Linked DNA regions of Mus musculus: region 1 is linked to region 2. The links are chromatin contacts, called in public Hi-C maps. All regions are on one chromosome and are shown on one strand. The core of a region is the stretch at or near the end of the contact, and the rest is flanking DNA. Distances in the headings are between cores, read along the strand shown.

Evidence for each region. Hi-C and Micro-C count contacts between places; a contact is called where the count stands out from the background.
Region 1: a Hi-C map of adipose-derived mesenchymal stem cells shows a contact between it and region 2, with 1.8 times the contacts expected there. The contact joins the enhancer-like site here to the promoter of Snx16 in region 2. A contact is called at or near these places in 2 of 39 promoter capture datasets (embryonic stem cells and stem cell-derived epiblast-like cells), 2 of 484 Hi-C or Micro-C datasets (adipose-derived mesenchymal stem cells and cortical neurons) and 2 of 115 datasets of contacts at active chromatin or transcription factors (both in embryonic stem cells).

The regions. Positions count from the first base shown.
Region 1 is chr3:10,676,844-10,680,538 of GRCm38.p6, reverse strand. No RefSeq gene overlaps it. Among named protein-coding and RNA genes, the nearest start is that of Gm33551, 170 kb to the left of the region's middle. Within about 2 kb of position 1,453, at least 2 of the 459 cell types and tissues checked have an H3K27ac peak or open chromatin away from gene starts, as enhancers often do. A contact at or near this core is called in adipose-derived mesenchymal stem cells, where this site is marked.
Region 2 is chr3:10,438,114-10,442,409 of GRCm38.p6, reverse strand. It overlaps Snx16 (sorting nexin 16), which reads left to right and starts at 2,280. Exons shown (of 8, transcript NM_029068.4): 1 at 2,280-2,495; 2 at 4,126-4,296. The coding sequence starts at 4,225.

The sequences.
Region 1 (3,695 bases), core at 204-2,703, 240 kb before region 2:
CCCATAATCAGCCACCAAACACAGACACTATTGCATATGCCAGCAAGATTTTGCTGAAGGGACCCTGGTCTTGTATGAGGCTATGCCAGTGCCTGGCAAATACAGAAGTGGATGCTCACAGTCATCTATAAGATGGAACACAGGGCCCCGTGGAGAAGCTAGAGAAAGCACCCAAGGAGCTGAAGGGGTCTGCAACCCTATAGGTGGAACAACAGTATGAACTAACCAGTATCCCCAGAGCTCGTCTCTCTAGCTGCATATGTATCAGAAGATGGCCTAGTTGGCCATCACTTCAAAGAGAGGCCCCTTGGTATTGCAAACTTTATATGCCCCAGTGCAGGGGAACTCCAGGGCCAAGAAGTGGGAGTGGGTGGGTAGGGAAGCAGGGCGGGGGTAGTGTATAGGGAACTTTCAGGATAGCATTTGAAATATATATAATAAAAAAGAAAAATAAATAAAAATAAGACCACAGTATGAGCATTTTTCCATGGCTGAATAAAATAGTATATTTTACACAAGGAAAAATAAAATAAAATAAAATAAAATAAAATATCTGTGGAAAATTGTCAATACTTCCTGTAGATAAGGGCCCCTCAAGCTGTGATCCACGGATGACAGGCATCAAAACCCACTATCATGTGCTCACTAGCAATGGTTCCTATGTCCCATCCCCATCTGCCTAGCTGGGCTCTACCAGGGTCACCCTGACACAACCTATTGAGTGCTCCACTCTATTTGATAAAGCCACATCATCAAATTGCTATACATAAGAAAATTAAACAAAAAAAAATGATCACAGCATTGTGTTTGTTTCAAATGTTTATTACTGAACAATGACTACAGAATTGCCTTTATATAAGAATAAAGAATGTTTAGCTTTCTGAATAAAGTACACTATTTCCTACAGAACAACTTTTAGCCATAACTTTTATTTGTTCTGAGCAGTACAAAGTTCAGAAAAAAATTTTAGACTTAGATCTTAAACTATAGGAGCATATAACTGAGTTAATTATTTCAATAGATTAATGATATTATATTTAACATATCTATAGTAAACTGAAATCTAGTATAGTAGAAAATATAAATATAGATTGATATGCATTTGGAAACTGCAGGAATGAAGTCTAAGATGACTTTCGTTGTTTTGATATCCAAATGACTCTTTCAACTGTCAAATCGGCATGCATATGTCTCAGCAAATGTGCTTATGTCAGTGACTCTTTCTGACATGTGTACACCTCAACAGACAGACAACAAACCAAAGCAATGGTTCCACCTATGCCTACCTTGGTGAGCCAATGAACTTACAGATTACTTACAGGAGTAAACTGCATCACTGAGCCTGCCCACGCATGGGTGATCACTCAGGCAGGCTGCATCTCTGAGCCCCACCCCTGCATGAGTGGCTTATGGAAGCTGCATCGCTGAACCACCCAGCATAAGTGATGAGTGATTCATAAAAGCTGCATCACTGAGCCTGCCCCAGCATGGGCGACTCATGGAAGCCAGTCACTGAGGCTCCCTTTTCAATGTGCAAGCAGCTACATCCTTAAGAAATATCCACTCCTCTGGGAACTGTTTATTGCTTGTATGATTTTTGTGAGGAGCCCAAAGCTAGAGTTTTCTAAGCTTCTTTCGGGTTTCAGCTGCCTGTGCATCATCTTCTCTGATATGTTAAGACTTAATACGTGCTTCCTGCTTTGATATTTGCATTGTCCCTCAGAACTAGTACAACAGCACAAATGGGGAACAAGTTGGGGTGATAAATGTAGGAAGAAGTTGAGAGTGTGGCTTCAGATGTAAAATGGAGTCAAGGAAGATTGTCAAGTGAAGTTACCAGAGGCTAGACATTGACATTACATCACCAGTACATTACACCTGTAATCTGGTACCTAGAACACATTTTAACTTTTCTTCCCCATGCACCAAAAAAGCATTTCTTTTTTTTTTTTCTTTCCATTTTTTATTAGGTATTTAGCTCATTTACATTTCCAATGCTATACCAAAAGTCCCCCATACCCACCCACCCCCACTCCCCTACCCGCCCACTCCCCCTTTTTGGCCCTGGCGTTCCCCTGTTCTGGGGCATATAAAGTTTGTGTGTCCAATGGGCCTCTCTTTCCAGTGATGGCCGACTAGGCCATCTTTTGATACATATGCAGCTAGAGTCAAGAGCTCCGGGGTACTGGTTAGTTCATAATGTTGATCCACCTATAGGGTTGCAGATCCCTTTAGCTCCTTGGGTACTTTCTCTAGCTCCTCCATTGGGAGCCCTGTAATCCATCCATTAGCTGACTGTGGGCATCCACTTCTGTGTTTGCTAGGCCCCGGCATAGTCTCACAAGAGACAGCTACATCTGGGTCCTTTCGATAAAATCTTGCTAGTGTATGCAATGGTGTCAGCGTTTGGATGCTGATTATGGGGTGGATCCCTGGATAAGGCAGTCTCTACATGGTCCATCCTTTCATCTCAGCTCCAAACTTTGTCTCTGTAACTCCTTCCAAGGGTGTTTTGTTCCCACTTCTAAGGAGGGGCATAGTGTCCACACTTCAGTCTTCATTTTTCTTGAGTTTCATGTGTTTAGGAAATTGTATCTTATATCTTGGGTATCCTAGGTTTTGGGCTAATATCCACTTATCAGTGAGTACATATTGTGTGAGTTCCTTTGTGAATGTGTTACCTCACTCAGGATGATGCCCTCCAGGTCCATCCATTTGGCTAGGAATTTCATAAATTCATTCTTTTTAATAGCTGAGTAGTATTCCATTGTGTAGATGTACCACATTTTCTGTATCCATTCCTCTGTTGAGGGGCATCTGGGTTCTTTCCAGCTTCTGGCTATTATAAATAAGGCTGCTATGAACATAGTGGAGCATGTGTCCTTCTTACCAGTTGGGGCATCTTCTGGATATATGCCCAGGAGAGGTATTGCTGGATCCTCCGGTAGTACTATGTCCAATTTTCTGAGGAACCGCCAGACGGATTTCCAGAGTAGTTGTACAAGCCTGCAATCCCACCAACAGTGGAGGAGTGTTCCTCTTTCTCCACATCCTCGCCAGCATCTGCTGTCACCTGAATTTTTGATCTTAGACATTCTGACTGGTGTGAGGTGGAATCTCAGGGTTGTTTTGATTTGCATTTCCCTGATGATTAAGGATGTTGAACATTTTTTCAGGTGCTTCTCTGCCATTCGGTATTCCTCAGGTGAGAATTCTTTGTTCAGTTCTGAGCCCCATTTTTTAATGGGGTTGTTTGATTTTCTGAAGTCCACCTTCTTGAGTTCTTTATATATGTTGGATATTAGTCCCCTATCTGATTTAGGATAGGTAAAGATCCTTTCCCAATCTGTTGGTGGTCTCTTTGTCTTATTGACGGTGTCTTTTGCCTTGCAGAAACTTTGGAGTTTCATTAGGTCCCATTTGTCAATTCTCGATCTTACAGCACAAGCCATTGCTGTTCTGTTCAGGAATTTTTCCCCTGTGCCCATATCTTCAAGGCTTTTCCCCACTTTCTCCTCTATAAGTTTCAGTGTCTCTGGTTTTATGTGAAGTTCTTTGATCCATTTAGATTTGACCTTAGTACAAGGAGATAAGTATGGATCGATTCGCATTCTTCTACATGATAACAACCAGTTGTGCCAGCACCAATTGTTGAAAATGCTGTCTTTCTTCCACTGGATGGTTTTAGCTCCCTT
Region 2 (4,296 bases), core at 1,031-3,530:
CACTTTATTATCTGTGTAGGTTTATGTGTGGTGTATATGCTTGTATGAGTGTTCACACGTATGTAGTACATGAAGAGGTCTACATACTTGTATGCAGATTGGGCAGGTATCACCCTTAATTGCTCTTTACCTTCTGAGGCAAGGTCTGTCACTGAACCTGGAACTAATTCAGACAGTCTAGGAGCCAATTTGCTCAAGAGATCCTGGGGTCCACCTCCCAAGAACTGGGATTAAACATATATATGAGCGTACATAGGTGTGCATGCCCGCACACCCACTCCTGGCTGTTCTTTGTGGGTACTGGGGAACTGAACTCTGGTCCTCACACTTGCCCAGCAAGTGCTTTATCCAGAGAGCCATCTCCTCATCCCAATTTAAATAATTGTAAGACTCCTGTCTGTGTCCACTCCTGGTTTTCAGTTTGCCTGTGTTACTTGCAGTTTTGGTTTTTACACTAAAACACAATCTTTGACCGTATTTAAGCAAAAGGCTAATATGTTGAAAAACTCACTAGGCTATTTCACAGAGTCTAAGGGAAGTCAAGAGGGGAGAAAGAATGGATCAATCTTAGAGAAATTAGCAGGGGGGCTTTCCAGACTTCTCACCACAGATACTCCTATGACATTAGTTTCTGTGGCATCAATCTTATGCCTTTGCTCAGCCACACCTCCATTTTAATTCTTTGGAAAGAGGCACCTGTTGGACACAAGTTGGATCAAATATGCTACTTGAAAAAAAAATCCAGCTTAATAAAAATGTATCTAAACCGGGATATAAACCTAGCCACAAGAGAAGCCAAATGTACAGAAGATAGAGCAATTCCTTAGGAGGGGAAATAATATATCTTTCCATTTCAAATGCTTCTTTTATCCTGTAGTTTTTACATCTTCTCGCTCACCCCACTATCACCTCAGGCTGATAAAAGCTATGCATCTTGTCTAACGATACCTTGGGTGAGCTCAAATGCCCTCTTATTATACATACATAAAAGTACACAACACAAAAGTCAGAAAAATAATCTTATTCTGTAAGCTGTGTAAACAGTTCATTTCTATTGTGGACCACTGCATAGAGTGTAAACTAAAAGTCTATAAGTAGGAACCGGCCAGTATATATATAGATTATATTGTATATATAGATTATGTTGTAGCCCTTATCTGACAACACACAGAATGTTCTTCTTTGATTACTAAAAATGTCTAGTTATCTCCTGAAAGTAAAATCTAGCCATTTATCAATACCAGAAAATATGCGATATATACATATGTATATATGTATATGTTTGTATATATGTATATCCTGTTATGTTCCACTCAATAATCTGAAAAAAAATTACTCAAACAGTTCCAACAACCTTTACAAGATCTTCATCTTTCTTCAAACTATGCTACCTGTACACTCTTATTTCTTGAGCGCTTTTCTTTCCTTGGCCCCTGGAGCCCTATTAAGAAAACTATTCCAAGGTTCATTTTTCTTTGCCTTACTTTTTTCTTCCCTTTATTCAATTATATTAATTCAAGGACAAAAAGGGCAATTTCATCCTGAAAATATCTTTATGTTTTCAACGAATTCTGTTTATCTCATACTTATTTCTCCAATAAAAGCTACACCTATGTCAGAAATCACATTATCATTTTGGAATCACCACTCTCAATTTTCCCCTTCTAGGTATCGCTCCAAAGCCCTAGAAATCATTGAATGATCTTTAAATAAGACAACTCGATTGTACTGACAAATGGTTCTGTAAACTTTGATATATAATATTAAATAATAGTGTTGCTGAAACACTAAAGGTTTTCAAATTAGCAAATCTAAGCAGCCTAATACTGTTTTCACTTGGGCTAAATTCAGAAATTCAGGCATTCAGGAATCTTTACCATAGTCCTAAATTACAGGGACAAATACACAATAAAATAGTGTTCTATCTGCCTACTCTTCAAATCAGTTGTCAATCCATCAAAGAAATGCTAATTATGGAAAATGACTAACCTTCTAGACCTCCCCCCCCAACCAGTGATAACTACAAGTCCCATGATGCAAAGCTCTAGCCCGAACTTATGCTAGCCAAAGTGCCTTCTGGGAATTGAAGTCTTCTCTTCATCTACTTGGCAAACTAGATATTGTAGCCCCATTTCTCAGAAACTCCCTAGTAATAAAGCCTGTGGAAAAAAAACTGTCGATTCCCTGTGATAAAATTAGATTTGTTCGGGCCACTGCAGAGACAGGGACCAGCAATCCCAGTGTGGGCCTCCGGGGGCGGTGCCGTGCTGTGACGTCACTTCCTGGAGCGGCATACCTCCCCCTCCCACTCGAGGCCGTCCCTTCCCTCGGTTCGCGGGAACCTGGCTGGGTGGCTGTGCCCAGGCACCGAGCGGCTGCTCCGGGGCGGAGGGTCACGTGAGGAGTCCGAGTGCCCGGGCAGGACGCGACCCGCCGCAGTCCAACAGGAGCCGCCTTCCTTCCCCTGACGGCGTGGGGTCGCGGAGCGCGCCGAGGTAGGACGCGGGGACACCTGCCGCCTGGACGGCGGGCGGGCGCGCGGGAGGCTGCGGGGCGCGGGGGAGCCTGGACCCCGCCGCACCCCTGGGCGCGCCTGGCCCGGGAGGACTGCAGGTGCGGGAGCCCGGCCTGAGGGCTCGCGGCCCGCGCGGACCGCGTCGCCCTGCCAGCTTCCCCGGGCCTGCGTTCCGCCACCGTGCTGTCACCCTCCTCCCCAGGTAGCGCGGGAGCATCCTCCTGGGTACGAGGTCAGGCGCCCCCGAAGAAGGCGACACGCCCTCCCTCCGCCGCTCGGCGCTCCCGCGGGTGGAAGTCCCCGGGCGCACCCCGAGGCCGCCCTTGGCAGCCCGGGGCCTCAGGTGGCAGATGTCAGAGGCCAGCGCCGGAGCTACGAGAATCCTGCGCGGTTCTTCTGGGGAGGTGCGGGGTGGGGGTCAGGATTCACCCAAGGGGTGAGTCCGTAGCTCAAGTTTCTTGAATGTTCCACAATAAGGAAGGTTGCACTGGCCGCGTGAGGTTAGACACCCTGTTTAAACTTCCTACATCCAGAGGGGACAGCTTGCTAAGAGGACAGTAAATAAAGTTGGGCTGGTAGACCCCCTGTTGCTGTGTATAAATAGACCTGTCATTTCTCCTGGTCGCTACTTAACATTTCTGAGTTTATTACTTAACGTCGTAATGGTAAGTCATTACTTCTTTATTCTACAAAATTATTCAGACATACAATATAACCATCTTTTGGACCTTAGGTTATTGAGAATGAATAATCTAGAATCAAAAAGCAAAACTTTTAATGATTTAATTTGATTGACTGTAAACCTGATACCTTCCCCCCCCCTTTTTTTTCGTTAACTTTACCAAGTTTGCATTTGAAATATATTTGATGCTAAGTTTAAAAAAAAATGTTACTTTCAAGACAGTTGTTGCTGGCTTGGTAGTACAGGTGTGTATCCCAGCACCTATGGAGGCTGCAAGATCAAAAGTTCAAACCTACCTAGGCTACTTACTTAGCAAGTTCACAGGCAACAACCTTGTAAGACCCTGCCTAAAAATTAACATATTTTTTAAGGAAGAGGTTTAGAATGCATGCATAGCATTGCAAATCTCAATCAAAGTAAAAGAGCATTCCTTAGTAATAATCAAACTTCGGACTGACTATGATTAGCCTGTGTAAATCCTTGGGAGTTTCAGTAATTCTATAAAAAAGTAAAATGAATGACTTTTTTCCTTCTTCTGTTCCTATGTTGCATATAGTACAACCAGGACGACAAAACTTCTCCTTCTGCTTCCATTTTTTGAGTGGGAGTAGACAGGAAATATGTTTGAATGTATGTTAGGATTAAGTCCATTTAAAATGAATATTGCAAAAAATAAAGAAAAGTAGACCAAAGGGAAAAAAAAAGAAGAAATATGTATATCATAAGGGTCAAGAAAAGAGATGTAAAATAAGTTTGTTCTCCTAACCATGTAAACAAGAGTCCACAGAGGTAAATCAGATTACAGGATGATGTTACCCATGTCTTCATAGGTAATTGAGTGTCACAAATTAAGAGAAGCACTTTCTTTTCTATTGGTTTGAGTTCTAGGTTGAAGTCTAATTCTTCAATATGTCCTTCTCATTTTTAGATAGTGAATTCCTAAGAAGAAAGCAATGAACTGCATATTGGTTGTTCTTTAAGTGTTTGGACTCAAAGGTGTACAAGTTTGTTGCCAAGGCCAAAGAAGATGGCAACCCCGTATGTCCCAGTTCCAATGCCAATAGGAAACTCCGCTTCCAGCTTTACAAACAACAGAAAT